Linked DNA regions of Mus musculus: regions 1, 2, 4 and 5 are each linked to region 3. The links are chromatin contacts, called in public HiChIP or PLAC-seq and Micro-C maps. All regions are on one chromosome and are shown on one strand. Each heading gives the region's core, a stretch centred on a gene start, on an enhancer-like site or on the middle of the called end of the contact. The rest is flanking DNA. Distances are from core to core; before and after follow the strand shown.

Region 1 (2,700 bases), core at 124-2,623, 900 kb before region 3:
GGCGTGGGTCCAGTGGGTAGTAAGTTTAGAAAGCAAGAAGCTCCTAGTTCAGGCCTAATTTCTAGAATTGGGCTGCAAATTAATACTATATAAAAATAACGAAAGAATCCAAACATAGATTCCAAAGAACACAAACCACTGAATATTTGACTCAATTCTCTTCCTCAGTCAAGAGAAATACAAACTTCCAAGTTAACACACATACACTGTTTGCTTCTAAATTTGCACAAAAAATCCTCCTAGTAAGTTTCATAATGTTACATTATTACCTAAATATCACTGACCCTGTGAGGCACAGCTTACAGTGAACTGTGTGTATGTGCCAGTGCATGTATGTGTGCGCGCACGCGCTTCAAAAATGTTGCAGTATAGAAATAGTTTAGAAGTAAACAATATCAGACCACGACATTGCCCAAGAATCTTTTGATTGTTCAACCTGCAAATGGAAAAACTCTAAAGAGGTCAAGAGAACCGTGTGCTTCTCGCTGCACAACATACATAATTTATAACGAAGGGCAGAGCGGACTTTTCTTCTTGTGGGGTCAGGGATGCAGAGTTAAGAGCCTCTTGAAATTAAAAAAAAAAAAAAAGCATATCCCTTACAAAACAAAAAACAAAAAAACAAAATCAAGGCTCAAGGCCCACAGGCGACCGACTTTCAGGAGCCTCCGACTTTCAGGAGCCTCAAGTGAGAGCAGGCGCGGGGGGCGGAGAGGAGGCAGGCACACGCAGCCCCGCGCGCGCACCCTCGGGTTATGTAATGGTCTCTCTCCGCAGGGTACCCGCGCCAATCAGGGTCCTCCACCGCTGCTCCGCTAGTGTCGCCGCACAGCTGTTCTCTGGAGGTCTCCTGTCAGGTGATGTCCCTCAAGGAACGACCACTACTCAGAACCCAGGGACCCGTCCGCCCCTACCCTCTGATTCTTCCAGACCCTAGTAGGCTGGGTGGCCGCCCCGGGCCCTGCCAGCCGCCCCGGCCTGCCCGACGGCGCGGCCCGCACTCACTGTTATACTGAACCCCCTTAGCGAAGCGCCTCTGCAGCGCCTGGTTCATGGACTGCAGCCCGGCGGGGATGTTCTTGTCCCGGCCTGGGGCCTGCTCCGACCCCACCAGCTTCTTCAACGCGGAGAACATGTTCCTGCTGGACGTGCGAGCCGGGCTGGCCTGCGAGCTCAGCAGCGGCAGCAGCACAGCGCACCCCGCACCATGTCCGGCCGGCCCAGGCTTCCCCCGAGGCCGGAGCGGGCGCGGCCTCGAGCGAGGTTCTGGGGCCTCAGCCTCTGTGGCTCCGCTCCGGCTTCCACGGCCCTCGGCGCGGCAGCCAGGCACCCGTCAGCGCCGCCATCTTGGCGCCGGCGCGGCTACGGGACGCTAAAAGGGACACGTAGCCGCCGCATGCGCAGAGAGCGCACTAGGTCCCGCCCTTTTCTAGCATCTCCACCTCGCCGCCACCAACCCCCTCTGGTCCAACGATCAGCTTCCCGGTCCTCAAGAGTCCCGAGGTTTCTCCTTCCTCTAGTGTAGTTCTGGAAAAATGTTTATTTCTGTACTACAGCCCAGACAGGTTTACTTTTTCTTCTTTTTGGCTCCCTTGAGCTTCGCCTCGATCAGCTGTTGGGCCTGTTTCTTTATCTCCGCCCGCGAAGGGACGTAACTATGGTCCACATCCGCAAACTGGAAGGTTTCTGAACAGGCAAGAAAAGGAGTGGCTGCCACCCTCTTTCCAGAAGCCTCCCACCTCTACCTGTTGGCGTTTGCTGCCATAGGCCATCTCCTGCCGGGAGCTCATTTCAGACATGTATCAATGACTGGAGACCCCTGCCCTAAGTCACCTAAGGCCAGGTGCCAGACAACTAGGATTTGCCAAGATTATCCACACTAGCTGTCCTTATCCTTTCACCCCACCTTGCCTCTGTAGCAGAAATTCTTCTAAAAGTTCGGTCTGGGCTCCCTTCTGGCCCATCCCATGATATACGTCCCTTTTGTCTCAGAAAAAGAAACCTCTGTAACGTCTATCGATTAAAACCTTTCCCTTCAGCGCCCAGTCACCATGTATGCCATCTCTTGTCTTGAGTTCAGACCCTATCTAGTTGCAGCTATTGTTCTTGTCGTCCTTCTCCATCTTCCTGTGGCCGGCATGTAGAGCCTCACCTATCATGTCCTCCTCTGGGTCCTCAAAGGTAATTCTGGTATTATGTTTCTCTTTTAGAGTTGATGACTCCAAGGTGTCCCTCACCTTTGTGTCAACCTGCAGGGCAGCACCCATTATCATCTTGGAGAGCACATGGGCTTTGTGGGGACCCCTCCATGGCCCAGGGTTACCTCCTCATTTCTGGACAACGTTTGCATGCGCTCAGCCAGGTAGATAAGCTTTCCCTCACAATAATCCAGCTTGCCGTACACATCAAGAGTGTTAGAGACTGCTATTTCTTTCTGTGGGTCAGAGGAGCAGCTGGTTTTCCTGTGGTCCCACACAGGGACCCTGTACACAGCATCTCCTCCCCGGGGGCTGATACCTGGAAGGTTGGCAAGGTGATGCCGATGAGCCGGATGTAGAGGTTGTCAATACCTGTCTGGATGACCAGCAGCAGCTGCTGGCCCTTATTCATGTTGTTTTGGGCCTGCTTGAGTCTTGCTTCTTCCTCTTCTAGCATGTTCTTCATCTTCTTCTGGATAGAGTTAAAGCTATGGGGGAGGTA
Region 2 (2,700 bases), core at 74-2,573, 520 kb after region 3:
CATTCCCACCCCATTTGAAATGCTCAGGAGACCCCAAATCTTTCCAGCTTTGCTGTCAAGTCGCAGTCCTAACTCAGGGTCTACTGACATTCTAACGTTAAAGTCTTGGGCTCCTGGGCTCTGTTTAGCCACGTTCTGTCCTTGTCCATATGGCACCTCTCATCCCGCTAGCATCTGGTGTGACTGCCTCCAGGCACCCAGGAGGATGTCAGCTCTGCTGTGGCAGCCTGGCTTTGGGTATGGGGTTGGGAAATCTTCCCCTCAGCCCTGGCCCACATCTCTGCAGGATGTCACTTCCTCATGTCACTTGCCATCACCGCTAGCAGACGGGAATGCGTGTTAGGGAGAGATACCGGTGCTCTAGGGGAGGTTCCAAGGCTAGGTGATTTTAGTTCCCTGTGGTAAGCAGGTTGAGTGGGCCCATGCTCCCTCCACTACCCCATCTGATTTAGAGAACAGGCCTCACCCCAAACCAGGATGCCTGGATTTTGTCCAGGTGTAGTGCTGGGTCAGAAGAGAGCTTCAGTTCAGGGATGACTGGAGATGTGTAGACCAAGGCATACCCAAAGCTGAAATTGCCCAGCACAGCGGCGAAGGTAGCCAGGAACACCCTTCTGTTTTTCAAGGCCCTGGTGGGGGATGGGGTAGAACCAAAGGACCAAGGACAAGTCCTTTAAATGGACCCTGAGTTCCCAGACTGCTGCCTTCCCCGAGCCCATGACCATCCAGCTCGGCAGATAACCAGGAGAGGCCTGGGTCCAGGGCCAGTCAAGTTGTCTTCAGGCCTTAGCAGCAGCTCTGGGAAATCCCCAGGCTGTCGGCTGGGGCTGGTGCCCGTTTTCTCCAGAAAAGAAATTGTGGTTTTTGCCTCCTGTTGTGATGCTCAAAGCTTGTTCTGTGATCTTAGGCAAGACCCATGTCCTCCCCCTGTGGCAGGTGGGGATCCCACCCAGTATTCCTTTGGAGGCTCTCTTCTTTATGGTGGTCCAGTTCTTTAAATAGGACTTGCGAGCATGCGGTAAGAAAGAGTCAGATGACTCTTGGTGGCCACTCACCAGAAGTCAGTAATGGCCCAAGATGTGTATCGTCTGCTGGAGATAAGGCCATCCCAACCTCCCATGCCCACACCCTGAGACTCTCACCCGGCTCGTTCTCTCTCTCCAGGAGTCGCGGGCACCTCGGGGAAGGTATCATAGTCGAGTCCCTCGGTTCTTAGCAGGGGTTCCTGCATGGCCAGCGCGGATGGTCAGATACAGCGGGACTCCACTGCAGAGCTAAAGCATCTGCCTGAGCCCTCAGCACAGCAGGCGAAGCTCCGCCCTACAGATGCGATTGGCTGCAGGGCGGCCCTGCAGAGCCGTGCTGTCCAATGAGACAGCCGCACGCCTCGGATGCAGGGTGCGATCGGGCTCCCGGGCGTGTCCCATCGCGTGCGCCTTGAGGCGCTGGATTCTGCCGGGGAAACCCGCTTCTAGGGCAGGGCCGCCTGAGCACCCTTTCGCCAGGCTAAGAGCGTGGACTGCTCCATGGCTGGGTCTGGCTTTATGGAGGAGAAGCCCAGAGAGTCGTAAGCTTGCCAAGGTCACACGGAGGATTGTTATTATTATATATTTTTTTATTATTGCCTTGCTTGGCCCTGTTCTGTGCCCTCTCCCGTCACATAGATGTCACTTCTACACCTGCCACTTCACTTCTCGCCTCCTAACCCTAGTTGACTCCAATGAATCACTACTTTGGGTGTGTACAGTAAGTAGGAGGAGGGTGGAGCAGAAACAATTAGGGGTAACTCCAGCAGGTGCCCTGCGGTGTCTCACCCCATAGCTGTGGACAAACCCCAAGGCTTCTCTCTGCTAGCAAGCAATCTGTCTCTGAGCTACATTCCTGATCTCTGGGATTTCCTGGTTGTCCAAATAGCTTGCACTGTTCAAAATCATTCCAGTAATGGTATAAAATGACCAAAAAAAACGAAACAGAAACTTCTCTAGGAGGTGGAAAAAGCCACAATCAAGATGCCTATCTGTGTCTTTGGACTTTTTCAGTCACAGGAGTGGACTTACTTCCTGTTCACATTTATAAACTGACCCTTTGTTACCAGGCTATTAAAACAGTAAAGGGTGTTGTAGAAGTCTCAGTTCCCCTTTAGAAACACTTCTAGAGAGGACAGTAGAGACCACAAAACTGCTGCGACCCACCCTGGCTGGACGTCTTTCCTTCCTGTGTTTGCCTTGCCTGTCTGTTACTTAGTGGGGAGGTGAACTTTCAGTGAGTGGTGTTCCACTTCACATCCAAGCTGAGTGTGTGTGTGTGTGTGTGTGTGTGTGTGTGTGTTATACATAATTTTGGGAGCCTGAGAGCACTGGCTGCTCTTGCAAGGACTCAGGTTTGATTTCCCAGCCCCACGGGTTGGCACACAACCCTCCTCTTACCTCCATTTCCAGGACAATTGGTGCCTTTTGGCATCAGCTTTTATGTGGTACAGACAAAACACCCAAACATGTGAAAAACTTAAGATATATAATTTTTAAATTTTATGTCTGTCTGTGAGTCTGTGCTCCTGAAGCTGAAATGATGGACTTGTAGGAGCTGGAGTTACAGGCCGGTCAGTCACCAAATAGTAATGGGAGCCAGAGCATATAGGACCTGGTCTTGTAACCGCTGAACCATCTCTTCAGGCCCCTTCCACTCCTTTGTCATTTGAGA
Region 3 (2,700 bases), core at 15-2,514:
AGGCATCTCCAGGGGCAGCCCCCGCCGCACCCAGGGAGGGGGTCTTAGAAACCCCACTTAGAAGGAATTCCACCCCGTTCTCGGGAAGGGGCTATTATTAATCAAGCCCCTCCCACGCCATCTTAAAGAGCTCTAAAAATTAAGCCTCGATGTAGGGCTGAGCTCGAGCGTCACATAAAACCCCACTTTTAAGGAAAGGGCAGGCAGTTCTCTCCTTCGATTACTGGGAGAAGAGTGCAGTTGGTTACTACAACAGGAGTACCCCGTTCTGTGAAGCCGGAAGGGAAATAAGGGCTCCCCTCTCCGGCTCCCGTTCCAATCAGCACAGGATTTTCAAACTTCCGAAATGAGTCAGTCCCACGCCCACCCTAGGCAGCAAGCCGCCTGCACATCGCCCCTCTTCGAAAGTTTGATTCCGGCTAGGGGACAGCGATCCCAAAACCCCATACTAGGAGTCCAGGGCACATCGTCTCTGCCCCGCTCTAAGTAAGCAACGAGAGTATAGCGCCCCTGACCTCACACTGCACCCCAACATCCGCCCTAGCACGGGCCGGAGGCAAAGAAGAATGAAAATAAATGGTCCCAAGAAGCAACAGGAAACCAAAACCGATTCGATTCAAATCGAAAAGTAGAGGCGCAAGCAGCATGTCCGCCCCCGCGGCGAGCCCCAGGAGCGTCTACCCAAGTGCGAGCCAGGGTTGGGCCTCCGGGGCCCCATACCACACTTCCAGCGTCTTTGGGCGCTATGAGAAAAGTGGGTACCCCTGGAAAGAGAAGGGTCCTCCTCACACGCCAGGACACCAGGTCCCACGGTCCCGTCCACCCGCTCTGGCTCTCAACTCTGGCAGCTGGTCCCTTACTCCTATCTACCCAAAGCGTGCGCAGGGCGCAACAGAAGTTTCTGAAAGGCGCCCGAAGTTGCGGGCTCGCGGGAGCCTACCTCTTGCGGCGAGCGCGGGCAGCAGCGTTAGGCAGAGCAAGGGCGTCAGGAGCCGTGGCATGCCTGCTCGCCAGCTGCCCGCAGCCCGGGCGGCGGCCTCTTGGGGTGGCCGGCGGGGATCGGACGTTGACGCACACCACCGGCGGTCCCGCAGGCGTCCACCCTCTGATGCCCTCTTTCCTGGCGGGTGGGCGGCGCTGGGCTCTCAGCGGCGCTGGGCCCTACAAGGCACCCGGGCTCGTTCCTTCACTGCGCTCGCACCCGCGCCCAGCGCCCGCGCCCTGCGCCCCACGCCCCTGCGCTCCCTCCCGCGGCAGAGGCACTAGTGAGGCTCTGAGCGGGCGGGCGCTCCGCCCCTATGGGGGCCCGCCCCTGCCCCGCCCCATCCCAGCGGGCTCCGCCCCTGGTTCCTGCGAACCCTTACCCCCTTGTGGACCCTGTCCCTCCCAGCGCTTTGGTGGGTTCTGCGCCTGTCCGGGCTAGGGAGCGCGTCCCGAGCCAGGATCTAAGGATCTTATGGTTCGCAAGACAAGGAGGAATGGAGGGGTGTATGGAATGGGCATCTAGGAACTACTTCTTGTTCGAAAGTTTACAGAGACCAAAAGTTTGAGCTGGCGCTGCGGAAGGATCAGGCTTTGTGTGTAGCCGCCCTCTGCGACATTTGGCCAGAATTTGCATTTCAATAGTAGAGGAGGTACGGGTCTTGTGGGAAAGGAAAGCTGCACGGGGAACCAGCTCCATCCTGGAGTTAGGTCTAGGACCGTGGGCAGGAGCAGCTGAAGTCAAGTTTGGGGGGAATCCTGGGGCAGGAGTTTAAATGTGGCGCCCTGGCAGCGTTGCGCGTGTCCTGTCCCTAGGGCTCCACTCCTGGGAGCTGTTTGGTCTCGGCTATAGGCATCAGGAGGATTGAGGCCAGGCACTCTTAGCCATGACTTCCGGAACGCTTGACCTTAAACGATGATGGCGTCGCGCCCGCAGCCTCTGTAGAAGGGAGTTCGGGGCTCCCTAAGGGAACTCCCCAAGGACTAGTGCCTTGCTGGACAGATTGCGCTCTCGATTCCCAGCAGGAACCCGAGTCTAGACGTTCCACGGTCACCCTTCTCACTGGTCCCTGGCTGTGTCCGACTTAGGTGGCCTGGGAAAGTGCAGAGTTCCAGTACAATGACTGCTAGCGTCAACACAGCCTCTCATGCTTTATCTCCACCTTGATGTTTGGACATCCTGTGCTAAGCTGCTTAGCACTGGGCGTCCAAGATGCCTTCCTTATCCCTTTGCAGTTAAAGTTCAATGGAATCTGGAACGAACAACACCTCCCCATCCTAAAACACGGTGGTGAGTTCAACAAGGAATAAGGGCCCCAGATTATATTGTCCTAGGACCCTCCCATCTCCCTTGACACACCTGTTCCTGAAAGGCACTAAAGGGCCAGTGCCAACAGCTGTCCAGCCCCCATCTCCTGCTCCTCTCAGAAACTGGCCTCAAGCCTGGGGGTTAGCAGCATGGGGTCAGTACCCGAGAGAAAAAGCGCCCAATGCTACAGAAATATTTATATAAGAGATCTGCAGCTCCAGAGAGCAGTTCCATAGAAGGAACGCCTGACTGCAAGTGCCTCTTCTGAGATGGGTCCTGAAGGCCTCTAACTGCTTATGTGTCGACTATATTCCAGCTTTGTCAGCAGGCAGCCTGACTTGGATACAAAGAAGGCCTTATCCTTCTGGAGTCTGGAGACCTGCGCTGACCTGGCGACATCTGCCTACCTG
Region 4 (2,700 bases), core at 162-2,661, 940 kb after region 3:
TCCCACCCTGCTCCTTTTCCAACACCCACTGATGTCAATATTCTTAACTGGCATCGGACTAAAGTGTGAAAATAGAACTTATGCAGAAAAATGATGGACACGGGGTCACAGTGTTTGGTCGGGTGTAATAGGAGTGTATGCTGAATTTTCCTGGGGCTTTAGGACAATTCAAATGAGCAGTATGTGGAATGGCGGAATTTCGCAGCTACTTTTGAAATGATGCATCCCACACCACATTAAATAAATTGAAAACAAATGTGCCCATCATCTGAGTGGGATGTCAATAATAACAGCAATAGGTCTGAGAAGGAAACTGCACAAAGAAAATAAGGACTGAAGACAAAGCTTAGCCTTAGAGCACTTGCCTAACATGCCCAAGGCCGTGGCGTCAAACTCCAGACCACAAAAGCTCCAACCCAAACATAAAATTAATCCCAGCACTGTGGGAAGCAGAGGCAGGTGGATTTCTGAGTTCGAGGCCAGCCTGGTCTACAAAGTGAGTTCCAGGGCAGCCAGGGCTATACAGAGAAACTCTGTCTCGAAAAAACAAAAAAAGAAAGAAAGAAAGAGAGAGACGGAGGGAGGGAGGGAGGGAGGGAGGGAGGGAGGGAGGGAGAGAGAGAGAGAGAGAGAGAGAGAGAGAGAGAGAGAGAGAGAGAGAGAAAGAAAGAAAGAAAGAAAGAAAGAAAGAAAGAAAGAAAGAAAGAAAGAAAGAAAGAAAGAAAGAAAGAAAACCTCAGAAACCATGTTAGGATCGAGAACTGGGAAGGTGCCTAATGCTAACTCCTAATCCCTCTTCAGCATCTCCTCCAGGTTTCCTAGCCGCTCCTCACCCTCCATGCTCCTCCTTACAATGCCCCCAAGCTCTTCTCCCCAGCTCTTAGCCCCATCTCCCTCCCAGTCCTGACTCCAGAGTGTCTTCCCCAGGCTCCTTTTCTATCCTGGCTTCTCCCTTTGTGTTTACCACCCCCTCCACTCTGCAATGCCCACTCTGCTTCCCCCAAACGCCTCTTCTTCCTCTGCCTCTTCAGGCTCCTCCTCTCAATCCTCATCCTCTCCTCCCTAGCTCTGTCTTCTCCTAGCATTCCTTTCATGCTCCCCCCTCCAGAGCCTCCCCATCTCCTAGATTCTTCCCCCACTACACACTCCCAAATTTCTCGGGATCCTCCTCTCTCTCCACTCTCTCCTTATCCTGGATCTCGCTCTGCCTCTTTCTCCGGCTCCTCCTCTCTTCAAGCTCCTCCCCTCTCCCTTTTCTCTGGATCTCCTCCTCCCCCTATTCTCTCCGCCCCCTAACCTAAGTTCTCTCCAAGCTCCCCCTCCCACTCCAGTCCTTCCCCTTTCCTTCCCCACCGCCCTCTGGACGCTCCTCCTCTCCCTCTAGGTCTTTGGCCCCGCCCACAGAATGATCGATGTGTCCGTCTGCAGGCTGGTCCTCGGTGCTCGGCTCGCCACGCCTGCGACGCTGCCATGGAGACGTAGCCGCGGCCTCCTGGCTCTGCCCGGGACCTGGATCCCTTGCGTCAGCAGGCCCACGCGTGTCCGCGAGCGCCGGTGGCAAAGTCTGCTTCGCTGGAGCATCCGGGCAAGCGGTGACTTTGCTGGCCGCTGGGGCGTAGGGCTCGCATCCTTCCTCCTTCCAGTAGCTCTCTACTCCATAGCTGAGGACCGCTTCTCTCACCAGCGGAGAGGAGACCCTGGGACCGCCAACCGTCTGTGGGTTATTAAGGGACCTGCGATTGTCCATCCGCCTCATCCTTCCGCTCAGCTCAGCTCAGCAAGCTGCATCCGTGAGTAACCTCGCTTGAACACTCTGGCCCATAGAGGCTGCTCCTGGTGGTGAGGCCCATGCTGGGCCTGTCCCCGACTCCCCTCCCCTTCCGACAGTTTCTTCCCTTTGTAGTGTCACCCTTGGTAAGAGTGGAAGACTGGCTAGAAGAAAGGACCTGAACCAACGCTTAGTCCACATCCCCATTGTGTTTTGAGCGGGGTGGACAGGCCAGCCCCTGCTGCAGACACCCTGGATACATCTCTTTGAGCTCAGCAGTATTGCAGCGGCAGTGGACACCTGATAAGCTTCCCAGGAGTGGTGTGGAGTCACTGTCAACACTAGAGCACTTTGTCTGGAATGGCTCTCACGTGGCTCCTGAATGGTCAGAGATGTGTCTTGGATTCTCCTGCCCTCCTGAGGATCTTGCCTATGGAAGGTCTAAGTTACCTACTTTCACTATTAAGTTGAACAAGGACTCCCAAACCCAACAGCCATCAAGGTTGTTGGCCAACTAGTTACAAAGCACAGCAGCCGGCTGTTCCTGGCCTAGGAGGAAAGCCAGGTGTGCAGGACGCTGGGCCTGTGGGATGAGTGGGCGAGTCCCGCTGGCAGAAAAGGCCCTGTCAGAATCCTATGCCCGCCTCCGGTACAGGGATACGTCCTTGCTCATTTGGCAACAAGAGCAGCAGAAGTTGGAGTCTGTACCACCTAGTACATACCTGAGCAGAAGCCGCAGCATGTGGTACTCCCAGTATGGAAATGAGGCCATCTTAGTTCGAGACAAAAACCAGCTTGGGGTCTCTAGGGACACTGGCCAGTCTAAGTTTTGCTCAATCATGTAATTCCAGGGAGAAGACCCTTGATGGCCATGAAGATCAAGCCGTGGTATAAAAACGCAACACCCAAGAATGTCATCCAACACTTTATTA
Region 5 (2,700 bases), core at 119-2,618, 930 kb before region 3:
CTGCCTAAGGTACAAAAGGAAAGCACAGGGCCAGCCCCTCAAAACAGAACACAGCAAGAGCAGAGACCTGACTTAGTCCGGGGGGTGGGGGGTGGGGCAGAGCTTCAGTAGCCATCGTCAGCCCAGGTGACCTCATAGTCAGGATACTTGGCTTTGATCTTCTCAGTTGAAACAGAGTGCTGGGCACGACCGTAACCCTAGAGAAAGGATGACCGCCAGTTTGCTAGTTTTTTGCTTTGGGAGCCCACCCAGAAGCCGCAGCAATAGCAGCCCTGGGGAAAGTTAGCAGATCCTACCATCCTAATCATACTGGGATCATGATGAGGACTGAAGAGCTCTTCAGGTGATGCCTGAGGGTCTAAGGTGGACTTTATGAAAAAGGATCAACATAGAACTGTGAATTTGACCCCAGTACTGGTGGCTCCAAGGGCCCCTAGAGAGTCAGGACACAGACCCATCAGGATCTGGAGCAAGTCGGGGATGTAGCCCAAGGTGTCATTTGGAAAACGTGGGGAAAGGAAAACCCATTCAGCCCTTAAGTAAGGGTTCTGTAGCTCCAACTTTCAGAGTCCCAAAGGTGGCCTGAATGGTGGTGTGAGGGGTGGGGTGGGGTGGGGTGGGGGTGGGGTCAGGCTCACAAAGGTGAGCTTTGCAGTCTGGCTGAGACCTGGGGACTGGAGCTCACCATAGAGTAGCCATACACGTGTATCTTCCTGTCCTGGCTCTGATGGGAGATGCGCCCGCCGCCTAGGCACTCACAGTCATAGCCATTCCTTTGCAGCTCGCCTGACACTTTGTCATAGATGTCCGCTGGGGTGGGGAGAGTGGCCTCAGGATATGCCCTAGCCGCCCTTGTTGGCCCCACACTGAACTCTAGGGCTGGATATGGGGTCAGAAGCTCCAGCTCTTGGTGGTCTTTTTCCCAGAGAAGATGAGCCCTTCCCCCGCTGGCAAAAAGATGAACGGGAGGAAGAAGACACTTTCGAAGTGAGAGACGGGATTAAGAAGATCCCAGTCATGGCACTCCTTTCTGCCCAAATCCCGACGTTTCTAGGTCAGCCTAGCTATGTGTTAGTACAAGTCATGATATATTAGCAGTCACTACTCCGCTACCAGCAACTGTAAGGCCCCGCCCCTAACCTTCGTCCCGCCTCCAAGGGCACAGAGGCCCCGCCCTCACCGTGGTACTCAGCCCATTTGTAGCCACGCACGATTTCCTTGCACTCCTTCGCCGGATCCCCAGAAGGCTCTGCTAAGTGGACTCGAATCAGCACATACTTGAAGACGCCATCCGAATCAATGTCTACATCAGGAATCTGACCGAGGTCCGCCGCCATGTTCCCCGAAGCGCTCGATCTCTGGGCCCCACAGCCCCTTACCAAACCCGACCCAGGCCTATGCGTAGGGAGGCGGGCCCTTTGGCAGCCACGGCCAATCCCGTGAGGGAATGCTTACCTAGCCCAGAGCCTCAGCCAGTTGTACCTCCAATCTGAGGCACGGACTGGCCAATTGCAACCCAGTTCTTTGCAGCTTTGGGATCGGGCTCATGAGTCCCAGTTAAAGGAGCCGAGGCATAGGTTAACCCGTGGTGCTGTAAATCAACCCGCTGCAGGGCAGCAAAAGGATGCAAGGACGCACTCCGGTTCCACTCCTGGGTCCTAAGGCTTCAATCCGTAAACCATAAATCCGAAGTCCTCTCTTCCCCAACACCTGTAAACCGGAGGATCTCTCTCCGGTCTCTCCAAATTCAAGTACTCCCCTGCATACTCCACTTCACACCCTCGGGCCTCCCCTTCCACAATACTCCGGTTGCGGGTTGTTAAGCTCCTACTCCCGGAAGCTTTGACGCAATGCTCCCCCCCCCCCCCCCCCCCCCGGCCACGACGACGACCACCACCACCACCACTACCGAGTTATTAGCAGCAGCTACATTCAAGTTCTATTTTACTTGGTTCGAAAGCACTTGCCCTTCTCGTCAGAGGCGTTCTTGCCAGTCTGCCGCAGGAGGGACTGTGGAGCCCCTGGGGAGGGCGGCAGGCGGCGGGGCAGCAAGTGTTGCAAGAGCGGCATCCGGGCATGTGCTAAGACAGGGGCCAAGGAGAGAGAGCTGGAGTGTCCCGGGGACATCCAGTCGAGGGTAGCTGGCGCGTGTGCACACCCTCGTGCATAGGTGTGTGTCCCAGGTTCTTGCAATTGAACTTTCAGAGCTCCTAAGGGCTTGGGGCTTCTTCTTCTCCCAAGATTCTTGGAGAATCTGGTCGCAAGCCCTCTCTGGGTCACACCCTCCACAAAGTCCTGGGCTCAGATCCAGGTACGGGGTCAGGCAAGGGGCTTAGGGAAGCCTAGACCTCTCCACAACACGTCAGGCTTTGGCTTCTCTCTCAGCTTGGAGTGCAGCCAGGGCACTTTTGCACACAGGATTGGATTCGGGGCAGGCCTCGGCACCGACTCCTTAACCGTACCCACACTTGGTGGCTCACTACTAAGCACCTTTCCTAGTCCAGTTCCTAATTAGGGACAGCCCTGTTCCTTACTCATTCCCAAGTCATTCCGTGGTAGGAGCTGCTCTCAGTAGGGTTGTCTGCTAATTCGTCAGCACACGCTTCCCACCTCTCCATCTTCTCTGGAAGGCAGATTTTTAAGGCCATCTTGTTGGGTAGGTGTTGGGAGCTCAAATCCTTACCCAGATCTTAACTCTGG

What was found. A called contact is a pair of places that touch in the nucleus more often than the background predicts. HiChIP or PLAC-seq counts read pairs in DNA pulled down with a chosen protein or histone mark.
Region 1: a contact with region 3 is called in a Micro-C map of embryonic stem cells, with 3 times the contacts expected there. The contact joins the promoter of Rabl6 here to the promoter of Notch1 in region 3. A contact is called at or near these places in 4 of 39 promoter capture datasets (cranial neural crest, liver and second pharyngeal arch cranial neural crest) and 1 of 484 Hi-C or Micro-C datasets (embryonic stem cells).
Region 2: a contact with region 3 is called in an H3K27ac HiChIP or PLAC-seq map of bone marrow-derived dendritic cells, with 2.9 times the contacts expected there. The contact joins the promoter of Slc2a6 here to the promoter of Notch1 in region 3. A contact is called at or near these places in 3 of 39 promoter capture datasets (liver, neural stem cells and neutrophils) and 3 of 115 datasets of contacts at active chromatin or transcription factors (bone marrow-derived dendritic cells, effector CD8 T cells and pancreatic cancer cells).
Region 4: an H3K4me3 HiChIP or PLAC-seq map of stem cell-derived neural progenitor cells shows a contact between it and region 3, with 5 times the contacts expected there. The contact joins the promoter of Brd3os here to the promoter of Notch1 in region 3. A contact is called at or near these places in 1 of 484 Hi-C or Micro-C datasets (embryonic stem cells) and 2 of 115 datasets of contacts at active chromatin or transcription factors (bone marrow-derived macrophages and stem cell-derived neural progenitor cells).
Region 5: an H3K4me3 HiChIP or PLAC-seq map of embryonic stem cells shows a contact between it and region 3, with 7 read pairs. The contact joins the promoter of Phpt1 here to the promoter of Notch1 in region 3. A contact is called at or near these places in 2 of 39 promoter capture datasets (cranial neural crest and liver), 1 of 115 datasets of contacts at active chromatin or transcription factors (embryonic stem cells) and 1 of 9 other capture datasets (liver).

Annotation. Positions count from the first base shown.
Region 1 is chr2:25,607,108-25,609,807 of GRCm38.p6, forward strand. Rabl6 (RAB, member RAS oncogene family-like 6) reads right to left here and starts at 1,374. Exons shown (of 15, transcript NM_001024616.2): 1 at 1,006-1,374. The coding sequence starts at 1,135. It overlaps Ccdc183 (coiled-coil domain containing 183), which reads right to left. Exons shown (of 14, transcript NM_029859.1): 11 at 2,518-2,686; 12 at 2,324-2,434; 13 at 2,153-2,249; 14 at 1,522-1,686. The coding sequence ends at 1,568. It overlaps Fcnaos (a long non-coding RNA gene), which reads left to right and starts at 2,223. Exons shown (of 8, transcript XR_003954003.1): 1 at 2,223-2,362.
Region 2 is chr2:27,026,675-27,029,374 of GRCm38.p6, forward strand. It overlaps Slc2a6 (solute carrier family 2 (facilitated glucose transporter), member 6), which reads right to left and starts at 1,324. Exons shown (of 10, transcript NM_172659.2): 1 at 1,143-1,324; 2 at 467-629. The coding sequence starts at 1,231.
Region 3 is chr2:26,502,558-26,505,257 of GRCm38.p6, forward strand. It overlaps Notch1 (notch 1), which reads right to left and starts at 1,265. Exons shown (of 34, transcript NM_008714.3): 1 at 941-1,265. The coding sequence starts at 1,001. Gm35978 (predicted gene, 35978) reads left to right here and starts at 1,370. Exons shown (of 2, transcript NR_132655.1): 1 at 1,370-2,272; 2 at 2,607-2,700.
Region 4 is chr2:27,441,025-27,443,724 of GRCm38.p6, forward strand. Brd3os (bromodomain containing 3, opposite strand) reads left to right here and starts at 1,412. Exons shown (of 2, transcript NM_001360791.1): 1 at 1,412-1,790; 2 at 1,904-2,700. The coding sequence starts at 2,359. The coding sequence ends at 2,613.
Region 5 is chr2:25,573,503-25,576,202 of GRCm38.p6, forward strand. Phpt1 (phosphohistidine phosphatase 1) reads right to left here and starts at 1,369. Exons shown (of 3, transcript NM_029293.2): 1 at 1,181-1,369; 2 at 686-810; 3 at 1-197. The coding sequence starts at 1,337. The coding sequence ends at 105. It overlaps Ajm1 (apical junction component 1), which reads right to left. Exons shown (of 1, transcript NM_001005424.2): 1 at 1,914-2,700.